Regions from separate parts of the Sus scrofa genome. Here region 1 is linked to region 2. A link is a contact called in public Hi-C data. All regions are on one chromosome and are shown on one strand. The core of a region is the stretch at or near the end of the contact, and the rest is flanking DNA. Distances in the headings are between cores, read along the strand shown. Region 1 holds the start of GIPC1 (PDZ domain-containing protein GIPC1). Region 2 holds the start of ADGRL1 (adhesion G protein-coupled receptor L1).

The links. Hi-C and Micro-C count contacts between places; a contact is called where the count stands out from the background.
Region 1: a Hi-C map of liver shows a contact between it and region 2, with 2.5 times the contacts expected there. The contact joins the promoter of GIPC1 here to the promoter of ADGRL1 in region 2. A contact is called at or near these places in 2 of 5 promoter capture datasets (fetal liver and liver), 19 of 47 Hi-C or Micro-C datasets (alveolar macrophages, blood, embryonic fibroblasts and 9 more) and 2 of 2 datasets of contacts at active chromatin or transcription factors (alveolar macrophages and skeletal muscle).

Annotation. Positions count from the first base shown.
Region 1 is chr2:64,777,986-64,784,677 of Sscrofa11.1, forward strand. It overlaps GIPC1 (PDZ domain-containing protein GIPC1), which reads left to right and starts at 2,462. Exons shown (of 9, transcript XM_021083696.1): 1 at 2,462-2,572; 2 at 5,938-5,992.
Region 2 is chr2:64,994,368-65,001,888 of Sscrofa11.1, forward strand. ADGRL1 (adhesion G protein-coupled receptor L1) reads left to right here and starts at 2,792. Exons shown (of 24, transcript XM_021083697.1): 1 at 2,792-3,271.

The sequences.
Region 1 (6,692 bases), core at 1,212-3,711, 220 kb before region 2:
GAATCGAACCTGAAACTTCATGGTTCCTAGTCACATTCTGTTTCGCTGCACTACAGTGGGAACTCCATAAAGAACATTCTTTTATTTAAACCTAGTAACAACAGTCACACTCAGGAAATTTAACATAGATATAATTATCTAACATTCAGTCGACATTTAACTATCCTCCATTTTCCCAAGAATATCCTTCATAGCTGTTTTACCTTTTTTCTTTTAACCTTTTTTTTTTTGAAATTTTTATCAAGAATCCAATCAAGAATCACACATTGGGCTGCCCCAAGGTGTATGGAGTTCCTGGACCAAGGATCAGATCTGAGCCGCAGCCACCATCGATGATACAGCTATGGCAACGATGGATCATTTAACTCACTGTGCCAGACTGGGTATCGAAACTTCATCCTGGTGCTGCAGAGATGTTGCCAATCCTGTTGGATTAATGGATTGATTTTGCCTTTCCATGACATAGATCTGTTTGATCTTGGTTTTGTTTTTTTTTTGTTTGTTTGTTTTTTGACTTTTTGTCCTTTTGTTGTTGTTGTTTTGTTGTTGTTGTTGTTGCTATTTCTTGGGCCGCTCCCGAGATATATGGAGGTTCCCAGGCTAGGGGTTGAATCAGAGCTGTAGCCACCGGCCTACGCCAGAGGCACAGCAACGCGGGATCCGAGCCGCGTCTGCAACCTACACCACAGCTCAGGGCAACGCCGGATCATTAACCCACTGAGCAAGGGCAGGGACCGAACCCACAACCTCATGGTTCCCAGTCGGATTTGTTAACCACTGCGCCACGACGGGAACTCCTTGGTTTTGTTTTTAAAGAATGTCCCTCAATCAGGATATGTCTGGTTTTTTTCTGGTGATTAGATTCAGGTTAAACACCTTGGGCAGGACCAAGTTCTTCGAAGGTGATCTTGTGTCCTCAGTAATACACCGCAGCACTGGACATAGTGAGTTTCATCAGCAATGATGTTAACTTTGATCACTCCTTAAGGTGGTGACTCTCAGGTTTCTCCACTGTGTTTTTCCAAGGTACCTTTTTGCCACTGAAATTAACAAGTAATCTGTGGGCTGGTCCTTTGAGACTGAATACCCACTTCTCCATCGACAAGCATTGCCTGAATCAATCATTCCTCTGTTTGTTGCAAAATGGTGATTTTTTTCAAACACAGCATTTGCTTTTTCATGTCTTAGTTGGCATTCCAGAATTATTTCCCCACCCCCACCCCCTAAAAGGGGCAGAGGTAGCACTCAAATCTGACCTCCTCACCCACTGAGCCTCCTAGCTTCTTGAGCTATAAAATCAAGTATGTTGTGGTCTCTGCACGTGGGTGGAAAAGTAATTTTCTAAATTTAAAGCAAGGTGTAGAAAAGACAAGTATATTGAAGCAAGAGACACTGTTAACACATCAGGTCGACTTCCTGATATTCAGGGAGAGCAGACCCTGGGGGCATGGTTGTGTCTGTTTTTATAGCCCAAAGACAAAGAAGCGGTCTTGCCATACACCTGAGGACCTAGTGATTGGTTGGAGAAGAATGAGGTCTTCTGATACACTTGCTGGTTGGTTGGGGAAAGACAGGGTCTTTGGATACACCTGCTGGTAGTTTGGGGCCATATGTTGCCCCTAAAGGGGTGGGGTAAGGAGTGGGCTACATACCTTTTCTAGTGGGGGGCAGGAAGGAGTAGGCCAGGTTGATCAAGGGGAAGAGGTGAGGAGTGGGCCACATACCTTTCCTAGTAGGGAGCAAGAAGTAGGCCAAGTTGCTGGGGTGGGGAGGTCCTTACGAACATTGTAACAGTTACAGTGAGACAGGTGGGATGATAAGGGTTTGGTAATTCTTATCTTGGCTGGAGGCTTTTTGAATTTTATTTCCTTGGAGAAACTTTGAAGTCCCACAAAGTAGGAAGGAGATGCCCCGTGTTGCTCTGTGCCCCTGCCCTCACCCCTCCCTGGGCACTTCTTCATCAACAGGTAGAATCATGTGGATTCCGCTCAGGACTCTGCTGTGCCCACAGCCCACATACTGTCCTCTCCAGGTGTTTAGGAAGCAGCTTAGATGCCAGGCATAAGCAGGGCAGTGGACACAGTCCCAGAGAGGGCACAGGCCTAGCCAGAGGCAACTGATCGCTCAGTGGGCGTGGCAGAGGTCAGCAGAACAGGAAGAGAAGGACATTAGCTGTCCCTGTTGCCTCTGCAGTCTCGGTATTTGCCAGCTGGGTGGGGCTGCCTGGGCAGACCTCAGCAGCTAAGTCCAGGGCTCAAGCTCCCTTTTTACTTTGTCCTTCTGCAGGCCCTAGCAGGGCTGGAACGCTCAGCATCTCATCCAGGGAACTGCAAAGAGCCAATCGTTCAATGAGGGTTGAGAAGTTAGGTCTCCAAGAACTACAATTCCCAGAACACACAGTGAACTACGGTCCAGCCCCAGCTGCCTGAGTGGCTGGCTTGTTCCTGGAACAAGGGAATCTCACCTGTCCTGGGAACTGAGCTTCCTGGCCTGGGCAAGTTGTGTTGGTATCTTTGTTTCTTGGACCTGCTCCTGCCTGAGAAATCCTGGTTACAAGCCAAACCTGGAGATGGTGAGATTACCCAGTTCTTTTACCTACACATATGTACGGAGACCCTGCTCTGTGCCAGTCTGGGGCTGGAGGTGGGGGTAGGGAGGCGGAGAACAGTCAGATGTAAGAAACTGAGGACAGAGGCTTGGGTTGGCTGGGTATCCCTTTGTAATCCAGCACATAGTATGTGCTCAATAAATATTCGCTGGTCAACCAACGAGCGAACAGGGCATCTTGCCCTTTCACCCTGCTTTGCTAGCTCCTACAGTACTGTACTCTCCTAAAGCGTGCTGTATCTTTCTGTCCGCCCTCTAAGTCTTTGCACGCGCTGTTCCTTCTACCAGGAGCACATTCTTTCAGCTTACTCATCAGTGTGTCTGTAGAGATAGGACAGAGACTGGCACGGACCAGGGGCACATTAAATATTTGATAAGTGGATGAATGAATGAATGCCCTTGTCCATTGTCCATCCAAGATGCAGGGACACTCGGGACCCTCCCTATTCATCTCAGTCTCCCGCCTGCCCGCTCGGAATGAATGCGTGTTTTTATCCACCCCGAGGATGGCCACGCAGGGGCAGGGGCAGGCCGGGCGGAGGACTGGATCTGAAGCTGCCCTTGGCTCCCTCCCGGATTTCCTAGCGGGTCCGTTTTCTGGACTTCGGCAGTTTTCATCCTCTCTGCGAAACTCAGTCTCGGTCTCCTGACTCCCAAGACTAGCCCCCAGCTTCTTACCAGCCACAGCACCCCACCCGGACACTCAGCGAACAGCACGTGGTCCAGGAGTCCCAGCTTTCCATTGGCCACTGGCCTCCTTCCTTCTCTGAGATTGGCCGGGGCCCAGCCGCAGCTCCCCCCTCCGCAGCCTTGCGGTGGTACAGCCCGCCGCGGCTTAGGAGGGGCGGGAAGATCCAATGCTCCGTGGCGCGGGGGAGGTGTCGTGAAGAGCCGGGCGAGGCTCAGGGATCCCTCTGGAATGTTTCCTTCGGTTCCACCCGGAGCGGGGGGCGTGGAGCCGATTGGCCGCGAACGCCGAGCGGCCGCTCCTGATTGGCCGGACGCGGGCACAGGCCCCGCCCCCTGGCTGTGCTGCTGGAGAGGCCCGGGCCAGAGTTTGCCGAGGGCCAAGCAGGGCGCGCGCTGGGAGGCGGCAATGCAGGTGAGTGTCCCCTGCGGGCGGTGCGCATCGCGGCGGCTCGAGGGACCCTAGCGCGGATCCGTGGGATCGCAGATCCACGGGGATCTGGCAGGTCCTACGAGGTAGGGCCGGCCCTATGGAACGAGGCTGGAGGTCTAGACTAAGCCAGGGGGTGCCGGAGGCCCCTCCCCAGCGGGCCGCCTGCCTTCCTGCCGGAGGAAGGAGTAAATGCCTCCCGCCGCCGGGATGGGCTCTCCAGCCGCATCCCACCTCCCTGCACTCTGGACAGTTCCCGTCCCAGAGGGGACAGGAGCGGGATCGGTATTTCTGAGCCCTGCCTGGGCAACTCTCCACAGCTGGCCTTTCTCAATCTTCCTGGGCCTAAGGAGGCTTGGGGAGGACCGAGGTCCCGATAAAAATAATGAAAATAAATAACCCGGCTAGCATTTATTGAGCACTTCCGTGTCAGCTATTTACCATGCCATATTTACCATTGAATCTAAACACCTCATGGAAGGTGCTGTTGCTTCTTTCGGAGCTGAAGCGGTAGACCCAGAGAGCTAGAGTGACTTGCCCAAGATCACACAGCTAGTGAGTGGCAAATCTGGGACTCAAACCCATGCCTTAGAGTCCAGAACAGGAGTCTCAACCACTAGACTAGATGCCCAGTGGTTCCAAGGCTCAGGTGTTTCTGACCAGCTCCTCCCACTCTACCCCCTCCAACCAGACATGCCATCTGGGCCACACCCGCTGGTCTTTGCTTTCACCAGCTGCTCAAACAGGAAGCTGCCCTCATGTCCCTTCTCCCCTAAACTGGAAAAGGCAAGGACAAAATATCAGGGTCTTGAGAAGAAAGTGACATCTGAAGGAGAGGTAGATGGGGGTGGGGGAGGCAGCACGGTGGGGTCCTGTGCCTGCTAGGCCCTCCTGGGAAGCCTGGGCCCAGGACAGTAGGCGTTCTCCCCGGAAACACCCAGGAGCCGGTTTTTCAAGACTGAATCAGAGGCCTCCCGGCTTCCTCTCCCAAGCAATACCCTGCTGAAAAGGGGAGCCTGGGTGTGGTGTTTCCCCACCACCCCCTACAGCTTGTATGAGCTCCCAGGAACCCCCTTCCCCACTTCCTGCTCCCCTCACTGCAACTCTGTATAACTATGGCTTGTTGAGTTTCATGCCCTTCCCAGAGAAAAGAGGGTGGGGATGCTGGGATTCCAGCGAATGTGCTCAATGCCCTGGGCTTAAACTCCTTTTCCTCTGTCCCTGTGTTAAGGTTTGAGGGGAGACTAGGAACATGGTGAGGAGGTGGCAGCTAGCAACTCTACAGTGGGCATGTTCTGGGGATAGAGGGGCTCCAGAGAAATCAGAATGAAGGGTTTAAGACACATTCATTCATTCTACACATATTTATTGAGCACCTACTATGTGCCAAGTACTGTTCCTGGCACAGAGGATATAATAGTGAACAAGACAAAAATCCATGCTTATGGGGAGTTGCCATTCGAAAGGGGGGAAAACAGGCAACAAACAGTTTAACAAGAAGATACTTGCAGAGGGTAATAAGTGCTTTGAATAAAATACAAGGGAGTGGCATGGTAGAATCTGTAGGCAAAGGGGGGGCTCTTGGAGGAGGCAACTTTTGAGCTGACGTCTGGATGACAAAAAGAAGCCAGCCTTGTAAAGATCAGGTGTGCGTGGGGGGCAGGGGCTGCACAGCTGGGGCAAAGGCTCCAAGGCTGGACCAAGCTTGGAATAGTGTGGTAGTGTGACTGGGGCAGGAGGAGACCCAAAGTGGTGATTCTGCAGGGTCTGTGGGTCACATGAAGGAGAATAGAGCTTTCCATCCATCAGGTAGGAAACGTAAGATTTGAGGCTGGGGAGTGACGCAATCTGGTTTATGTTTTAAAATAGAGACATGAAGTTAAATAACAGCCTAAGATTGAAAGACAAGAGTTCTGCCAGGGCAACATGTAATTAAGTTCATGGGCCTGAGTTGTCTGGACCTCAGGGGTGGATCCAGTGGGCTGGGGCAAGCTGGGGAGGCTGCCTGAACGAGGTGGCCTGGAGTGGGCCTTAGCAAGCAAAAAGGACTGGGATGTTCCTGGGCAGCACAAGAGAAGAGGCAGTAATAATGACAACAACAATAACAACTTTTTTAAATTGAATGTCAGGCAAAGTGCTAATTGAGTTACTTGCATTATCTCTTTGGCTTCTCATAAGTACTGTGAGAGAGAGAAATTCTGCCCATTTTTCAGATGAGGAAACTGAGGCCCCATCAAGTGAAGTGACTTCCCCACAGCCACTCAGCTGGTAAGTGACAGGGGTGGGATTTGAGCCCAGACTCACTCTGGCCTGGAAGACAGATTCATTCATCACCCACTCTCCTCACCACCATTATTACCCCCTCCTGGGAAAAGGAGGAAGTTTGAATCTTGGCAACTGACTGAAAGATGATACAAATGGAAAGAATAGTAATAATCACCAGCATTTATGGAACCCTTATTGTCTGCTAGGAGCTGTTCCAAACATGTGCATGATTTCCTTAGAACTCAGAGAGGTTAAGACATTTGTCCAAAGTCACATAGCTAGTAAGTAGAGAATCCAGGCTTTTTTTTTCCTCTTCTTTTTTGGGCTAAACATGCAGCATATGGAAGTTCCCAGGCTAGGGGTCAAATCAGAGTCACACTATAGCCACAGCAGTACCAGATTTGAGCCTCATCTGCAAGCTGTACTGCAGCTTGCAGCAATGCTGGATCATTAACCCACTGATCGAGGACAGGGATTGAATCCACATCATCATGGATACTAGTTGGGTTCTTGACCTGTGGAGCCACATGGGGAACTTTGAGAATCCAGGTTTTGGGTTTTTGAGTTTATGTTTTTAGCATTCTGCTAAGATGTATGGGGGATAGGGGTGGGACGGGAACCAGGGGAGGGATGTGGGTTGGCTTTTTGTTTTTTTTTTTTCCTTTTTTTGTTTGTTTTTTGGTGTTTTTTTTGTGGCATCACT
Region 2 (7,521 bases), core at 1,542-4,041:
TAGGAGGAGGCTTAGAGCCTGAGGGCTCTGGAGATGCTCAGCTTTCCCAGAGCTGCAGGTTCTTCCCCCTTTTAGTCCTGTTGAGTTTACAGAAAGCTGGCTGTTTGGGTGTGGGGGAGAGTGTCCTGGTAGCCTCCTGTGGCACCGACCCCTCTTCCCAGCACCCCAGAGGGTTCCATGAGCCCTACAAGGTGCTGCCAAGATACCTCAAAGTGGGAAATTGATGTGCAGAGAGATGGAACGTGCTCATCCTCCCACCTGGAGAACTGCACGAACCACAGATGGATGGGATCCTTTTTGCACCCACCAACCTCTACTTCGCACATATTTGGGCCCTCAGATCCAGCTGGTGGACCTGGCCACCCAGATTTAAAGCCCAGTTTTGGCAGCCATGGAATCCTGGGTGCAAAGAAATGGCCTGCTTACTCTTTCCACCCCTAAAGTTTGGGGACCTGATTTGGCTCAGTTTCCAGGCTATGAGAATCCCTGCCCAGTCCTGAAATGATGACTGGGAGTGTCAGAAGGGAGTGGAGTGTGGGTGCCACAGAGGTAGCCCCTGGTTGTTGAGCCAGCCTGGAAGTCTAGAGTCTGCCTTTCCCTAAGTTCAGCCACCGGGACAGACTTTGGGGAAAGGATTCTTAGAGGACAGGTTAATCCACTTGCAGATATTCAGTTTAGTCTTAGATATTCCTGGTTCCCATCCGAGTCTGCCCCAAGTTTTGTGTATTTACCATCCCTCCCCCTCCCCCTGCTACTTCCACATGCTTTCCCAATTCCTCACCCATTCTGCAGAGCCTAGCTGGGTTGCCAATGCATTCTCTTCCCTGGAGACAGAGACCAAGGTTTGCCCCTCTCCCCATCCCCAGCCCATCCCTTTCCTCTATAATCCAGAGCTGGACTGTCCCACTATTGCCTGCTCTGTGTCTGCCAAGATTCAGCCCAGACTTTGTAGGAGCTGGACAATTTACTATTTAGGCCTCCCTTGGATGGACTCCCTTCCCTGAGGATCCAAGCCAGGGATTTGCTCCTCCCCAGCCATCCATCTTAGCGTCGCACCCATCTTTCATAAAATGCCAGACTTTCAGGTCCCATCTCCCAAGATCCTCACCGGATCTTACCTCTCAGGACCTTCCTGTAACTGCCCCCCATTCCCAGATTCTTGTGTGCCCCCCACCTCCAATTTTTCCTCAGCCCCCACCCTGCACTAAACTGTCTATTCTGCCTTAGTGCCTATGTTTGGCCTGGGTCCCGGTTTTATAGCCCCCACTGTGGGTCTTGGCAGTCACAGCTCTGGCTCCGGGGATCCAAGCCAGGTTGGGCTGCCTTCCCTAACCCGGAGAGGGGGTGCGGGGCTCCCTTCTGTAGCCTCTGCCTGAAACCTGCCCCTCGCCTCACTCTGCCAGATGCCTAGGAACCCGCTGGTTCCTTGCCCTACTTCTTCAAGTCCACCAGCTGCAGTGTGGTTGCTAAGCTGTAGAAATCCGCGCCGAGGTTTTGCTCTTGCCGATAACCTAAAATTCAATTTTTTTTTTTTCTCTCTTCCCCTGCCCCCCTCCCAAAGTGAGACGTTTGAGGCGTTTATAGATACTAACCTCCCCCTAACACCCCTCTCTCCGCTCCTCCTGCCTGGTCAGCTCCAAGCCCCTGTCCAGTTGCCAGGGATCCTCTGCTGGGGTCTTGTCCCATCCCTCAGATTCCAGTCCTGGCTTTGCGGTCCTCCCTCGCCTTTTATTGTAGGTCTGGTCTCCCAGGGTAGCGGCCTTCCCGTCTCATTCCTTTCGCATCATCCCTGGATCCTCAAGCCGGTTTTACCTGCCCGCTTCGGTGCAGCCGGCGCTCCAGATCCCTTCGTGCCAGAGTCCAGCTCTCCTTTTGCCCCTCCTTCCTGCACGTCGCTGCCAGGAAGACAGGGGCAGCCCACGCCGCCTCAGCCACTTAGCAGCCCCCTCCCGGAGCCCCCTGAGAGCCCATGTCTGGGAACTCTAGGCCAGGTCTTGTTTGTTCCCACTGCATTAGGCATGACGCATTACTCCGTCTCCCGAGGAAGAATCCGGCCCGAAATTTGCGTGCCCCGGGTGCATTTGGCCCTGTCGCAGCTCCCTCCTTTCCTCCCATTGCTGTGTAATCCAACCCGGGTTTTGCATACCCCTTACAGTTCTCTCCAATTTCTCCCTTCACCGGGCTCGGCGCTTTTCCCTTACTTCACTACTGGCAAAATCCGCTCCGGGTCTTCCTTGTGCCCGTCTCCCCTCCCCCCACTTCCCGTTCCAACGCCGGGATTCAGCTCGTCGCCTTCCCTTTCCCCGATTTTCCGGAGGGGTTAGAGGGGGCCAAGGGGAGGAAAATCCATCCCGGGTTTTCGGGCCGGCCCCCGGTGCGCTCGGGCAGGTTGCGGTGGCCCGTCCCGGGCGACGACTCCGGGCCGGGTTTTGTGCGCGCCCGACGCCCCCCCTCCCGGAGCGGGTGCGCCGGGGAGAGGGGCGAACAGGCGGCTTGTCATTGCTGGTGCCCGGCGCCGGCTTGGTCCGTGCGTCCTGCGGTGCCCACGGGCCCGGCCCGGCGCCCCCCCTCCGGCCACCCCGGGGGCGCGACGCCGCCGCGCCCGCCTACAGCCGCGCCCCCCCAGCTCCGCGCCGTCCGCCCCCTACCCGAGCCCCCCGCGGCCACTGCGGGGAGCCCGAGCCGTCGGCGCGGGAGCTGTCGGCGCTGCGGCGCCCCCGCCCCGCCGTCTGCCGAGGAGGCCCCGGCGGATGGGGCCGCGCGGGCCCCGGAGCGGCGCCGCTGGGCGGCGGGGGGCTGCAGGCGCACCTCAGCTGCCCCGTTAACCCCTCGGCTGCCGCCGTCGGAGGGGGGTGGGAAGTCGCCTGGGCACACACGTGCCTACTCCGTCGGGGCCGCGGAGCTGCGGGGGAGATGCGGGCCGCTGCTGGCGCCGCCTTGGGGGGCTCCGCCTCGCCCCAGCCCCCAGAGCTCTGACACCGCCCCCGCCCTGCCGCCTCCGCCACCTCCCTCCCCCGGAGGGGCGCGGACCCACTCACCCCCAGCCCCGAGTCTTCGCCGCCGCGAGGGGGCCGCCTTTGGAGCTGTGTAATCAGCTTTGCTTTTTTTTTTTTTTTTTTTTAAATTTTTGGTTGGTGGCGGCGGTACCCCGCCGCCCCTCGTTCGTTTCCCCCCCCCGCCCCGGTTCCGGGAGATGTGCCGGGCGGGAGGCATTGGTTCGCGGAGCCGCAGGAGAGACGCGCAGGGCCGACCCCGGAGCGGCGCTGGACAGGTGAGTGTCTGCGGGCCCAGGGCGAGGGGGACGCTGTACCTGGGCCAGGTGTGCGGGCCGAGGTGGGGAGGATGGGAGCCGGGGCCTGTCCGGGCCGCGAAGGGGGAGGGGATGCTGGAGCCGCGGGTCAGGGCACCTGAGCGCGAGGGGAATCGGGGGCGGCCTGCACCTCATCCCCACCGGCGAGGGGAACCGGAGGGGCGGCCCCCACGGAGCGTCAGGGGTGCGGATGGGCTGCCGCGGGGTGCTCGGTGGGGGGAAGGGACCGCGAATGTGCCCGCGCGTGGCTGCGTGTGCCCGCGCGCGCTCCAGCCTTTGTGGGGAAGCGGCGCGGCGGTGCCTGCGTGTCCCCGGTGCGTGTGCGCGCGGGTGCTTGGCGCCCTGTTTGTGTAGGTGTCTGGGTGTGAGCGGAGAGGGTGCGTGTGCGCGCGGCGCGCGGGCCCCGGCCCCCGGAGGAGCCGTGTCGGGGGCTGGCCCCGCAGGATGTCGGGCCGGGGGTTGTTTTTCTCTGGGAGGCAGAGGCGCGAGGGATGGGAAGGGGTCTGTCTGGGTGTCTGGCCGGCTGCAGTCACCGCGAGCATCTTTCTCTCCGCGGTACCGGACTAAGTGTGGGAAGCTGTTGGGTTTGATCTACCCGGATTCAGGTTTTGAGGGCCAGCTCTCTCTCTCTCTTTCTCAGGTGTTTATTGGGTAGCGCTATGGGGTTTCAATTGTCATCCTTCCATGTGAGGGTCCTGGGACAGAGCCTGTGCCAGACGAGGGTGGGCAGCACTGTGTGTGCTCCAGCCATGACCAAAAAGTGGCCCCCACAGGCATTGCTCCAGGGCACCTGGGGCACCCATGTGAAGACAGCCTCCAGCCTGCACACATCGCTGTCCCTGGCCTTCCAGTCTCAGTCAGCACGCAGGCGCACCCCTGCCTGCCTAGGACCTCGCTGTACCTTCCTGCTCCACTCCTCCTTGTCCCTCCCCCCAGTCATGGCAGCTGTGTGGGTGTTCCTCCATCCTAGTCTATGAGATAGGGCCCCCTTTCTTCCTGGCTTCTGCAGGACCCAGGGCCTGGGTTCCTCTGCTCACATCCAAACATGTGGTGTGTCTGGGGGGAGCAGGGGGAGGGGTTCAAAATGGCTGCCAAGATGGCTGGTTGCCTCTCCACCTCTCTCTTTCTCTCTCTCCCTCTCTCGGCTTGCCCTGTTCTCTTGGTTGCCACAGGAGTCTCCAAGGAGAGGGGTGGGTAGGACAATGTAGGGGCAGGTGTGGGGAACACTTGAGGGTAGATATCTAGCCTGGGCCGTTGACCTCAAAGCTGCTTGGGAAGAAGCCAGTTGATCTCTGCTCCCGTCTCCAGCACCCAAGGGCTGGCTAAGCCTGTAACCTGACCCCAGACCCAACTTCTTTACCCCGGCTAACAGCCTGGGGGCTCCAGGCCTGACTCCCTGCGTCCATCATCAAGGGTGTCAGGGGGCCCCCACAGTCTCTCATCCCCTCCATCTGCCAGCCGGCCATAGACTGAGGACTCCTGGTGGGCCTGGGTCGGGCCTCAGCTGTGGGGGCAGGTGACTTCTCCTTCCTCCCCCCTCCCCTCCCGCTAATGCTGAATTTATTACTTAAAAGTAGGATGAAAACAGGGAGAATAAGAGAAGGAATACAACCTTCATTATCATATCGAGAAAATTATCCATGATTTTCCTAACTAGTAATTTGCCTGCCATGCTGTTCAGAACTGACTTGCCCATTAATTACAGAGATGAAAAATCATCTGGAAAGCGGAAAAGGGAACTAATTCGATCCCTGGCTGGCAGCAGTGGCCCCCATGCACTGAGCCACATACGTGTGTACTCACATGTGAGTGCCCTGTCCTCCTGCTGGCATTGCCACCTTCTTTCTCCTCTCCCTCAGTGACCTCCCTCAGGGCCTCAGCTCACCGCATGCCTGCCACTCCTGCTTTCTAATGCCCTGCCAGGCCCTCCTCACTACCTGGGGTGCCCATCCCAAATCCCACTCATGGGGGGCTGGCCCAAGGCAGGATTGTCCCGTGCTGATCACCATGCCTGCCCTTGGGCGTGGAGATCAGGGTGGGGGGAGGGCAGGGAGCTAGGGACCTGCACACCTGGGCCACAGAGCCTGCAGGGAGGAGGTGGAAGACAGGAGACTCCAAGCCTGGTTTCTATTCCCAGCTTGCCCTGGGGAGCCCCTTATCCTGGGGGGAGGGGGCAGCAGGTGCCTTGGCCCCTGGGGGGTCTGTTTGCATCAAGCGGTCTGGTCCTGGCCAGGACTCCACCTGTCTGTGAGGGGCTGCCTGGTGCCTGCGCCTGGCATTTGCATCCTCCCTGGGCACCCAGGCTGGCAGGAGAGAGTGTGGTGCTTCAGTCCAGCCTGAGCATCTGGGGGCAGGGAGGCAGGTGCTGATCCCAAGAGGCAGTGCTGCTTGCCCCCCTCCCCCCAATGGGTTCCCCTGATGGAGAACAGGAGGAGTGGGATCCCCGCCGTCCCCACCAGCTGGCCATTGAGGACCTGAAGTTCGCAGTCTCTGCCGCCTCATACCTCTCCAGCCAGACGTGTGGCAAAGGACACACAGAAGGCTCTGGTTTCTGTGTGGGCTCCTCTCGAGGATTCAATTTCCAGACGCCAGACATTTTCCTCCTCCAGACCCTCCAGGGAGATGGCGAGGCGGGGGGCGGGGGAGGGTGGCTCCTGAGATGGGGGTTCCCTGGGTCTGAAACTGGACCCGACCACTGGCCACCGTGATGAAAGTGGAAGCGGGGTCCAAGGCGGGAGGGCAGCTACTGAACAGAAGCCTGGGAGTGGGTCCCACGACCCCTAGAATCCAGTTACACATCTGCCTGCACCCGTTTGTACCTACCAGGTATGTGTGATTTGGATAGTGATCTGGATTAGCCACTTGTCCAACAGGCTGATCCTAGGTGCCTAAGTGTCTCTTGTGAGTTTTGTAGAGGGGCTGGCGTGCACACGCGTGTATGTCCACGTTTGAGCCACTGTCTGCATCTTGTGTGCACCTTCTGGTGTGTGCCTGATGTGTGTATATGGGGCTCTTTAGAGCAAGGCTGTGTTCACCCCTTCATGAGGTCTGCAAATATTTGCCAACTGTCTTTTTCACAAGGTGCCAGGCTGGGGACATTGGCGGGGAGACAGTGCTCCGGTCCTGTCCTCAGGCAGCTCACAATCTAGTGACACAGGCAGTTTCACTCAAGGGGCTCCTCTCATAGCAGCTGGGGAGGAGACTTGTGTCTCCTGACCCAGCGTGGCTCAATTCCCAGCTGGGGAGGGAGAGCCCCTGACTCAAAAGGCAGCAGCCCCTGCATCTAGGCACGATAGCTTTCCCAGGCATGGGGGTCCTGGGGTCTAGACACCTCTTCGCCCTCAACTCCACTGTCCCCGCTGCCCCTCTAGCATGCTAAACGCAATTCCTGGGACCCTTGCTCCTTCCCCCAGGACCCTCCCCTAGCCAGCTGCCAAGCATTGGCTCCCTCGCCCGCCTCACATGTCACCTCCTCAGTAACCTTTACCCCATGTAGCCTGTTTTAAAATTGCAGCCTCCCACCCACCTCCTGACTTTCCAGAGTGTGGATGGCTTTTTGCACACTCCGTAATTTCCTGATTTATTGTGCCTGTTTGTTTATCGTCTGTCTCCCCGACACTTGTGCTCAGGGAATTTGTTCCTTGGTTTGCTTTTGGGTGCCAGGTGCCTAGACGTGTGCCTGGCCCACCGTAGGTGTTCAGGAGCTCTTAGCAGGGAGTTCCCATTGTGGTTCAGCAGAAAGGAACCTGACTAGTATCCAGGTTCAATCCCTGGCCCTGCCCAGTGGGTTAAGGACCTGGCATTGCTGTGGCTGTGGTGTAGGCTGGTGGCTGCAGCTCCAGTTCAACTCCCAGCCCAGGAACTTCCATATGCAGTGGGTACGGCCATTTAAAAAAGAGAGAGACAGAGCTCTTAACTGAGTGAATGGGAATGGGGCCTCTCAAAAGACTGGAGACCCTAGGGACTCCTCACCCATCCAGTCCCCTTGGGGGATTGAGAGCTACCCATCAGGGGCCGGGCCAGGCCAGCTTTGCCCCTGTCCCATGCACACACCTGTGGGGACACTCCCTGAGGTGGCTCATTGGTGCTCCGGTGTGTCAGGCTGTGTTCTCAGGCAGGTGGCTCCCCTGCAGGGTTGTGTGCATGTAGAGATTAGAGCCTGGAGGGTAACGTGGGGGGTCCTCTGCCCTTCCTGGGGGTAGGAACTCAAG